3 separate regions of the Mus musculus genome follow, and all the other regions are linked to region 3. The links are chromatin contacts, called in public ChIA-PET and HiChIP or PLAC-seq maps. All regions are on one chromosome and are shown on one strand. Each heading gives the region's core, a stretch centred on a gene start, on an enhancer-like site or on the middle of the called end of the contact. The rest is flanking DNA. Distances are from core to core; before and after follow the strand shown. Region 1 holds the start of Whrn (whirlin). Region 2 has its middle 28 kb from the start of Gm42294. Region 3 has its middle 5.9 kb from the start of Gm11213.

Region 1 (3,041 bases), core at 444-2,943, 99 kb before region 3:
CTAACACTTGTAAGGATCCACAGCCCTTTTCACATTTTATGACCAGGCATTTGCTTATGTTATACTGTGTATGTGCCTTAGCCTTTAGGTCACCTAAGGCAAGAATAACCATTTCCTCCGTGCTCAGAACACCGATCTGCGCCACAAATTAAATGTTCCTCTTTTAAAATCCGGTCAGGGAGGCAAAAATAAACCAACAACAAAGACCAGAAAGGTCAGGCGATTTGGTATAAAAGATAGCAGCACAGGCAACCGAAGAGGGAGCACTAAACTGCCTGTACTGTCCTCTAACGCTCCCATAAACCACAGCCCTACCTTGACAGCCTCCGCGTGGGTCACCCGGGCTAGAGATTTATCGTTGACGCGCAGAATCTGGTCCCCGACCCGCAACCCTTCCTTCTCTGCCAGGGAGCCCGGCTCCACTAGAGACACGTAGATGCCCACGCCGTGTTCCGAGCCCCCGCGGATGCTGAAGCCCAAGCCCTCGTGGGCCTTGGCGCGCCGCAGGCTCACGAGTCGCACCTCCCCGGGCCCCGCGCCGTCGGGAGCGGCCCAGGCGGGCTGCCTGTAGGGGGTGGTGGCTGGCAGGTAGAGGCCCTCGGCCGTGTACTGGTCGAAGAGCAGCTGGTCGGAGCGCGGGATGACCAGACGCAGCATGGGCAGCAGACGCCGCTTGACCGGGCTGTCCAGCAGGACGCGCAGGGTGCGCACCAGGTCGAAGACGTTGCGGCGCGCGTGGTACGCGTTGAGGCAGTGAGTGAACTGCTCCCGCTCGGGCTCGCTCAGCAGCGCCGTGAGCGCTTGGTGCAGCTGGCGCACGTTGGCAGACAGCAGCCGCAACCCCGCGCCCCCGCCGCCGCCCGCCGCCGCCGCCGCCGAGCCCAGCGAGCCGGTGGAGGACGAGCTCACCGACAGGCCGTCCAGCTGTGCGTTCATCTCCCCGCCGAGGCCCGGCCGCACTCGGGGCGCGCGGCGCGGGGCGGCAGCTGCACCTGCGGCCAGAGGCGCGACAGCTGGATTCCCCGGGGCGCGGAGGTCACGGCTGGAGTCTGGGTTTGGGGTAGACGCGGAGTCACCGGCTGCAGTCTAGACTGGCCCGGAGAGCGGAGACGACGGCTGCAGGGTGGGTTGGGGAGGTGCAGGTGAGCTAGAGCGCTGGCTGGATCCTGGGGAGGTGGCAGGGACAGCGGCTGGTGTCCCAGGGGCGCGAAGGCAGGTGAAACTGGAATTCGGAGGACGAAGAGACGGCGGCTGCAATCCTGAGGACCGCGGCGGGATCCTGGGGGGACAAAGAGTTGGCGCCTGGAGGCCGGAGGTCGTGGAGACTGCGGCTGGAGGCCGGGGGGAGCGAGAACAGCAGCTACATGCCGGAAGGCGCGGGGACCGTGCGTGGCCGCAGTGGGGGGCGCAGCCACGCCGCCCGCCCCGTCACACCATGTCCGGGGCTCCCCCAGCCGAGATGCCCGTTCCTCTAGGGCTGGGGGACCCCAAAGTCAGAAAGAAGTTAGGGCGCCGGTCAATCTAGGCTCAGAGTCCGGAGCAGTCGCAGCCAGAGGAGCCACGCGGGCGTCCGGCGGGGGGTGCGGGGCATGTCCCGGGCCGCCCACCATGCAGCAGCCCGGGCCCCCGCGCCCCAACGCCGCCCGGGCGCACACGGAGCCACGCGGCCGGGAGCCCGGACTTTGCGAACTGTTGAGCAGCTCTGGGCTGAGTCTTCCAGCGAGTTCCGACGCCGCCGCCGTCGCCAGCCGGGACTTGGCCCCGCCCCCTCGCCCCTCCCCCTCCCCGCCCCGTCCCCCCGCGGGCTCTTCAGGAAATGACGTCCCGCCTGGCGCGCCTGGCTGTTGCCTGGAGACGGGGTGAAACAGTCCGGCCCCAAGGAAGAAAGGGGTGAAAGTGGGGGTGAAAGAAAGCAGGAGGAGCCCTGGGCCCCTGCGAAGTCTTCCCACTTCCTCAGCCCAGGGGTGAAAGATGGGGTCCTAAAAGCTGCGCTTTCCGGCGATCACAGCTCGATTCCAGGGTCGCTTTGGAGCAATTAGCCGGTTTGCCAATTCACAATTGGGGAAAATGGCCAACTTTTGGCCTCTAAAATAATAGATGCTTCATGCTCTGCTTTTCTGCCTTAAAATGTTGTTCCTGCAGCTTGCACACGTGCTGACTGCAAGTTTAAGTGAGTATGTGGACGATAATCGGTCACCTGCTCTGCACATGAGAAGAATATAAGCCACACAGGTGCCATCAGGAGCCAAGTCCTGTGCTGGGATAGATCAGCCTGGGCCCCTTCCTCTGGTGCTCTCCGGAGTGGGGGGGGGGGGGGGAGGGGGGAGTGGGGGAAAGCAAGGAGCTGTTATCAGAACTGTAAAGTATGCAAACACACACACATGCATTTAAAACTAAGTCTGGAGTAGGAATGTCACTTGTACCAACTGTTAGGTCCCGCTTGTGATCTTTTCCACACTGAGGGAACAGGGTGAAGGTTACATGACAACTCTATATACAGTCTTTAAAAAAAACATATTTTATATGGAAAGATGTCAGAATACACAGTCTAAAGTCTGTCATCTGATACCCACTCTCCTAAACACTATCACAGGAAAAACTCGGCTTCTAGTCAAAGAAGTGTTCTAAGAAGATCTATAGTGCTTGACCTAGTCACCACTACATGCCATGTGGATCTCTTTAAACCTGAATTGCCTCTCCAGAGGTGTTCTGTGAAAAGCTGGTTTTTTTTCCCCTAAGACTGTCCTGGGTTGCCGTCACAGGAATGAAACGGCTGACTCTGATATGGGAGAAATAGAAAAAGAGAAGGATTATCTGGAGTGGCTTTGAGCTGGCTGCAGAAGGGTGTTTTGTTCCCTGGCTAGTTATTTACCTGTGCACTTGGTCATTCTTCATTCAACATTTGCCAAGCACCCGTTCTGCTGCTTGACCAAGCGGCATATGGTTGATGCTGGAGACCCAGGATAAAGAGTTGAAATCTTTGACCTCAAAGAGTCATAGTCTGGCAAAGGAAAGACGGTGTAGGTCAAGGTTAAAAACAA
Region 2 (2,899 bases), core at 19-2,518, 73 kb after region 3:
AGAGAGTCTTCAGTAGCTTCTTACTACCTTCCAGAAATAGCCCACCCTTTACCACAGAGTTCCGGTTCTGATAACCATCAGTTTTCCATGTTTTTCTCCCCAACCCTGAAACAGTTCAAGTGTATTAGCATTTATCTCTCCTCTAGGATTTTGCTAGAAATGCTGCTCCACTTGTTCCTTGGCCAAGTCCTCCACCACCCCTAGTTCAGCCAGGCAGAAATTTCTCTTAACGCTTCTCAGAGCCTCCCTCTTCCTTTAGATTCAATGAAGCCACCTTCTCTTGGCATCTCCTGCCCTTCCACCCTAGGTCTCTTGATGGTAGGTGCTCTTCTGTGGCTGTGGTGTGGTTGAGTTGTGGGTGAGCTTCAGTGGGCCACACTGTGGAAACAGCCTACTTTTGATCAAACATACAAAGAAACGAGCCAGCCTCAGGATTGTGTCTCTAGCTCAACACTTCCCAAGTTCTTGTTTGGGAATGAAGTAGAGACAAATGGACATGATGTTCCTGATGTCTACAGGAGATGTCTTCCCTCACTCATGAGCTTGGTGAGTCACTAGGGTGTCCTTCAGAGAGGGGTTAAAGCCTCTATCACCACTGTTATTTGTCCTGCTTTCTTCTACCCATGAAGGTCTTTTGAAACATTCTTGTCTTGGTCTTGAGTTTCAGGGATATTGACCTCTTAGGGAGCCTGATATTATCCTATAGATCTTACAGACAGGGAGACTGAGACCTAGAGGGGCTAGATCTGTATCTACTTTCAGAGAAGGGGGAGGCAAGGAGAAAGCAGGAAAGCAGGAATCTTGCCTCCAGGTGGAGACTCCAGCTAGTCTTTTTTTTTTTTTTTTTTTTTTTTTTTGCAAGACTACATGCAACACCAGTTTTCATTTCTCCTATATTCTTTTCATCGTCTCTACTCCTCCATCCCACCCCTACCCTCTTTCTATGGACTGAATCTCTCCTCATTCTTGTATTGAAGCTCTAGCCTCCCAAATGTGGCTCTGATGGGAGACAAGGCCTTTAAAGAAGTAATCGGTAGCATGCTAGTGTTACAGGAAGACACACTTTTGAGTTGAGAGGCCAGTGGCAAGGTGGTCAGCGGCAATCCCCATCCCAGGATGCTGTATCAGGTATGGGAAAGTGCTTTTCAACAGCTGCACCATGCAGGTCAGTTGGTTCCCTCCCCTCAGGATGCACTGCTGAGCTATAGAGGTCTTGCTGAGTGTTCACACCCACACACCAGTTCCAAGAAAAGTAAAGCGATGGGGCTTTTGTGGTTTCGTGAGTCACACTGGCTACTCTTGCCAAGTATTCAAATCTTGTGGCTAGAGGAGCCGAGCCATGCTTTCTGACTATTCAACTGTTTGCTGACTGTGGCTTCAAGCTGTTACTTGCATGAAGTCTTCTCTGGTCCAGAAGAAAGGCAGGGGAGAGCTGAGAGGACCTGAAAAAGTGTTTCAAGATGATCCCAATACTGGGCAGTGGAGTGTCCAGGATGTGAATGGGGAAGTTGTGAGGAATAAGATATTCTAGTCTGGGAGAGAAGAAGACACCCGCTTCTGATTGGAGAAGATTAAGGAAGGGCTGGAGATGCCAGGTAGAGGTCAGGAGAAACTCAGTAAGCAGACGTGAGGTGAGAATTGTAAGGATTTAAGGATCAGGGGTGGGGGGCAGGAAAGAGAGGAGAAAGCAGAAAGAGAAAGAGAGGAGATACGAGACAAACCCTCAGAGGATGCCAGTGCTTGGGACTTCTGTGCTGCTTTGGGTTTTACTTCCAATGCCACTCAGGATGCCAGGGAGGAAGGAGGCAGAGGGTCTGAGAGAAGAGGCATTGTGATTAAGCAAAGAGCAAGTAGGAGAAGGTGATGTTCTTGCATGAGGGTTTAAACATTTACTGTCATTTATTTTTGACACATCCATGCTTGAAGGATAGATGTCCAAGACCCTGGCACCAGCATAGTCAAGAACTGGAAAGACCCAGAGTGATCTGCTCAGATGGCCAAATGGAGGCTCTGGTTTTATGACTTATACATCAAGTGTATGTGTGTGCATGCATACACTTCTGTGTGGGTGCCTGTTCATGAGTACCTGTGTGTGCAGAGGGCAAAGGACAATCTTGGGTTGCTTTTCTTCAATTAGAGTCCATTTTCTTCTTCTTCTTCTTCTTCTTCTTCTTCTTCTTCTTCTTCTTCTTCTTCTTCTTCTTCTTCTTCTTCTTCTTCTTCTTCTTCTTCTTCCTCTTCCTCTTCCTCTTCCTCTTCCTCTTCCTCTTCCTCTTCCTCTTCCTCTTCCTCTTCCTCTTCCTCTTCTTCTTCTTCTTCTTCTTCTTCTTCTTTGAGTTGTGATATTTTCACTGTCTTGGAATTTCTCAAATAGGCCAGTCTTGCAGGCTGGTGATTCCCTGGGATTCACATGTCTCTCCCTCTCCATTGTTGGGATTATGAACACACCCCAACACACCTGGCTTTTTCATATGGATTTTGGAAAATGAACTCAGGTCTTCACACTTGCAATCAAATTACTACTGAACAGTCTCCTGAGGCTTACTCCTGTTATAACATCACATGGTACTCACCTGTCACTACTGGGCCGCTTTTTCAAGCATATTATTCTCCAAGCAACGTTGATGCTCAAGTCAGCAGTATCTACTGCTGCACTGTGTGGCTCTCACTCTGAAGCCAACGGCTCCATATTATTATTATTATTATTATTATTATTATTATTATTGTTGTTGTTGTTGTTGTTTTTGTTGTTTTTTGGTCAGGGGGAGTTTATGGCTTTTGAACTCTGGATCTCCCTGTTTCAGAGGAACTGCTTGCTAGGCACTGATCTGGGGGCTTTGTCACCTGATGAAGGGTTTCCAACATGGGCAGCCATGATCTCCATCATCAGTGTTGCTTG
Region 3 (2,959 bases), core at 409-2,908:
TCACGCTTGATTCTAGTCTTGTATTTTTATGTGAACTGCTCTATTTCACCTGGGTTCCAGCCCTTCAGGAATTTTAGATGAAAACGTATGTGTGTGTGTGTGTGTGTGTGTGTGTGTGTGTGTGTGTGTGTGTGTGTATTGAAAGCCAGAACTCCACCAGTCATCGTCATTTACATCACCTACTCTGTGTGTATGTGTGAAAAGTTCTGCTAAGCTTTGCAGTTGAGTGGATTCTACTTAGGGTCTGGCAGGGGCTGCAATGGGAGCAACTCTCTGATCTCTTTAAACAGATGTACAAAACCCCCAACAGCTTTGTACAGAGCTGAGTGAGGAGGTTCGGTCAAGTTTAGGCTGCTTTCCCATAATCAGATAAACCAGGCTTCTCCGGCTTCCATGGATCTTTTTACTGTTATCTGAAAATCCAAAAAATATATAGCACTCACTCTGAGGGCCCCTTGACAGAGTCACAACATGAGCGCCTTTTCACAAGCCTTCTGTGGAGGGGCTTCTCAATTAAAGAAACAAGTTTCTTTGATGTTCAGAGCACCCACTGACTGTTGCAGGAAGCAAGTTGACAGAGTCTGTGGTGTGCTGGGGAAAGGAGGAAGACTGGCCTGGAAAATGGTACAGAATGCCTCTTTCCACTGGTTTGGTGAATCCAGGGCATCTATCATGAGAGCTGTAGAGGAAGAGGAAGCTGGCCCTCACTGAGGCCCAGAGGAGTGACTATATATCATAGCCAACTGCTAGTTCCCCCACAGGCCATGCACCCATGGCTTCCATTCCCTGGTATGTCTTCTAAATATCCCCTACATCCCTGCTTGTTTTGGATAAAGTGTTGCTACATACCCTAAACTGGTTTTTAAATCGCTTCCCTCCTGTGTCAGGAATACTGGGATTATAAGCCCACACCACCATTCCTGGCTCTCACATTTTGCCATTTCTCTTTCTTCCCTATCCTTATATCCCAGAATTAAATAATGTCTTGCCAACTTGACCCCCAACACTATGTGAACCTCTCTCTATTTTTCCTTCCCATGTGGTCTGAGTTAGAATGGGTCATCTGTACCCAAGAAACCTTGTGACCTGGGCTACTTCTCCAGCCTCATATGCTGCTGTCATCCCAGATCACGCCTGCGAGGTTTCCCCATCTGTTTGGGCAGCCTCTGGATTTATTTCTGTATTAGTTAGGTCTAATACCACAGTAGTTTGAATGTGGGGTCTTGTAGTGTTAATAACTGTCAGTGCTGGTAAGAGATGGCAGTAAGGAGGGAGTAGTGCTAGAAAGTTCTGTGAATTATGAGCAGCAGCTGGAGGGGCGGCCCCACCCAGGAGTGAGGGTCAGATCACAAACCTAGGATTGGGAGCCAGAGCCAGAGTTGTGATAGAGAAATTTATCAGCAGGATGCTTTAGAAACATGCCTTCTTGGCTACAACTACAGGAAGATTTTTTACCGGAGGAACTCCATTTGTAAGGGACACAAGGAGAAATGGTTGCTCAGTGTCTCCAGTCCCCATTTGCTGCCAAACCCTGACCTAATATGTCATCTAAGACGAAGGGCACTGAAAGCCAGAGAAGCTGCAAGAACCCACAGAGTTCCTTCCTATCTTTAGCTTCAGCTGTTGACAAAGCAAAGTTCATTGCACCAGCTGCCAACAAAAGAATTGTTAAAAATCCTCAGCCCTGATTTTGAAAGCAGGCAATGAACAGTTAGTCTGGGGACAAGAACAATGTCTGGATGCTATCCTCTCATTGATGAGGGGCAGTGTGACCAGAGGGGATTAAGAGCGTGGACCCTAGAGTCAGGCTCCCTGAGTCTGAGTCTCAGCCTGGCACTTCCTATTAGCAAACTTTAAGCTATAATTTACTCCTCTAGGACATTTTTCTAGGATGTAAAACCTGGGTAGTTTGCTTACCTTGTTGGCTTAGTGTACTGATTGAACTGCTATTCATAGAGCACTTAGAGGGGTTCCCAGCACAGGGGAAGCTGTAGCGGGGCTTTCCATGTTGTTTGCATGACGTCACTCAAACCTACCGTTCACACTGTAGACCGGCTTCCTGTGATTGTTAATCTTTACCCGCAATTTGGCGGATTTAGAGACACCAGGGAACCACACCTCAGGCCTGTTCAAATAAGGAGGGAAGACCCGCCCTGAAGGCGAGCAGCAGCATTCCAGGGCCTGGGGTCGTAGACTAAATACAAAGGTAAAAAGGAAGTGAGGAAAGCCCCATCCTTCACTCCATCCCCATCCTGTGACTGTAGTGTGGCTAGCTGCCTCATCCCGGTGCTGGTGTGATGTGGGCTATTATGTCAAGATAACCTCTTTCTGTTGCCCATGTCAGATGTTTTATTACAGCACTGAGAAACTCAATACAATTTTCAGCGTAGGTGTGAACACAGTTGTGACACAAACATCGCATCCCTTGATCTGCCTCTCAAAATGGGACAGACGCAGGGTGTGCGAATACAGGGTGCTGACTTCCTATTCATCTTTGTCGTCATCTGCTGGGCATTCGCCAAGCTTCATGTTGAAGTCCTAACTCTGTTAGTGACATGGGAGTTGGGGGCCCTTTGAGAAGGGATTAGGATTATAAAAGCTTGAGACTCCTGCCCCTTCTACCATGTGACACAGTAAGAAGGAGCCTAGTATAACATGGCGCACCCCCATCAGCCACTGTGTCTGGTGGTGCCTAATCTCACACTTCCAACCTGAGGATTGTGAGCAGACCGCATGTTCCTGTTGCATATACGCCCTCCCTTTATGATATACTATCACAAAAGACTGAAGGCACAGAGTGACTCAGTATTGTAAAAACCATCCACCTAGCTGTGCCACTCCGCAGCTGTGGCCCCTCATCACCTTCCGGGCATTCTTGGACACAAAGCTTTTGTTGCCTGGCTATTTCTCCTGTCACCACACCCTGGTGCAGACTTTTCCTTGAGTCTGTACAGACTTT

What was found. HiChIP or PLAC-seq counts read pairs in DNA pulled down with a chosen protein or histone mark. ChIA-PET counts read pairs in DNA pulled down with a chosen protein or histone mark.
Region 1: a contact with region 3 is called in an RNA polymerase II ChIA-PET map of memory CD8 T cells, with 68 read pairs. The contact joins the promoter of Whrn here to the enhancer-like site in region 3. A contact is called at or near these places in 13 of 39 promoter capture datasets (the 3T3-L1 cell line, 3T3-L1-derived adipocytes, the C10 cell line and 8 more), 2 of 15 datasets of contacts at CTCF or cohesin (the NIH/3T3 cell line and pro-B cells), 14 of 484 Hi-C or Micro-C datasets (the Ba/F3 cell line, the G1E-ER4 cell line, beige adipocytes and 9 more), 1 of 115 datasets of contacts at active chromatin or transcription factors (memory CD8 T cells) and 4 of 9 other capture datasets (adipose tissue, liver, macrophages and 1 more).
Region 2: a CTCF HiChIP or PLAC-seq map of CD8 T cells shows a contact between it and region 3, with 6 read pairs. The contact joins two enhancer-like sites. A contact is called at or near these places in 1 of 39 promoter capture datasets (macrophages), 1 of 15 datasets of contacts at CTCF or cohesin (CD8 T cells) and 2 of 9 other capture datasets (adipose tissue and pancreatic islet).

What each region holds. Positions count from the first base shown.
Region 1 is chr4:63,494,298-63,497,338 of GRCm38.p6, forward strand. It overlaps Whrn (whirlin), which reads right to left and starts at 1,694. Exons shown (of 12, transcript NM_028640.2): 1 at 316-1,694. The coding sequence starts at 936.
Region 2 is chr4:63,667,218-63,670,116 of GRCm38.p6, forward strand. No RefSeq gene overlaps it. Among named protein-coding and RNA genes, the nearest start is that of Gm42294, 28 kb to the right of the region's middle. Within about 2 kb of position 1,269, at least 93 of the 459 cell types and tissues checked have an H3K27ac peak or open chromatin away from gene starts, as enhancers often do. A contact at or near this core is called in CD8 T cells, where this site is marked.
Region 3 is chr4:63,593,348-63,596,306 of GRCm38.p6, forward strand. No RefSeq gene overlaps it. Among named protein-coding and RNA genes, the nearest start is that of Gm11213, 5.9 kb to the right of the region's middle. Within about 2 kb of position 1,659, at least 61 of the 459 cell types and tissues checked have an H3K27ac peak or open chromatin away from gene starts, as enhancers often do. A contact at or near this core is called in CD8 T cells, adipose tissue and memory CD8 T cells, where this site is marked.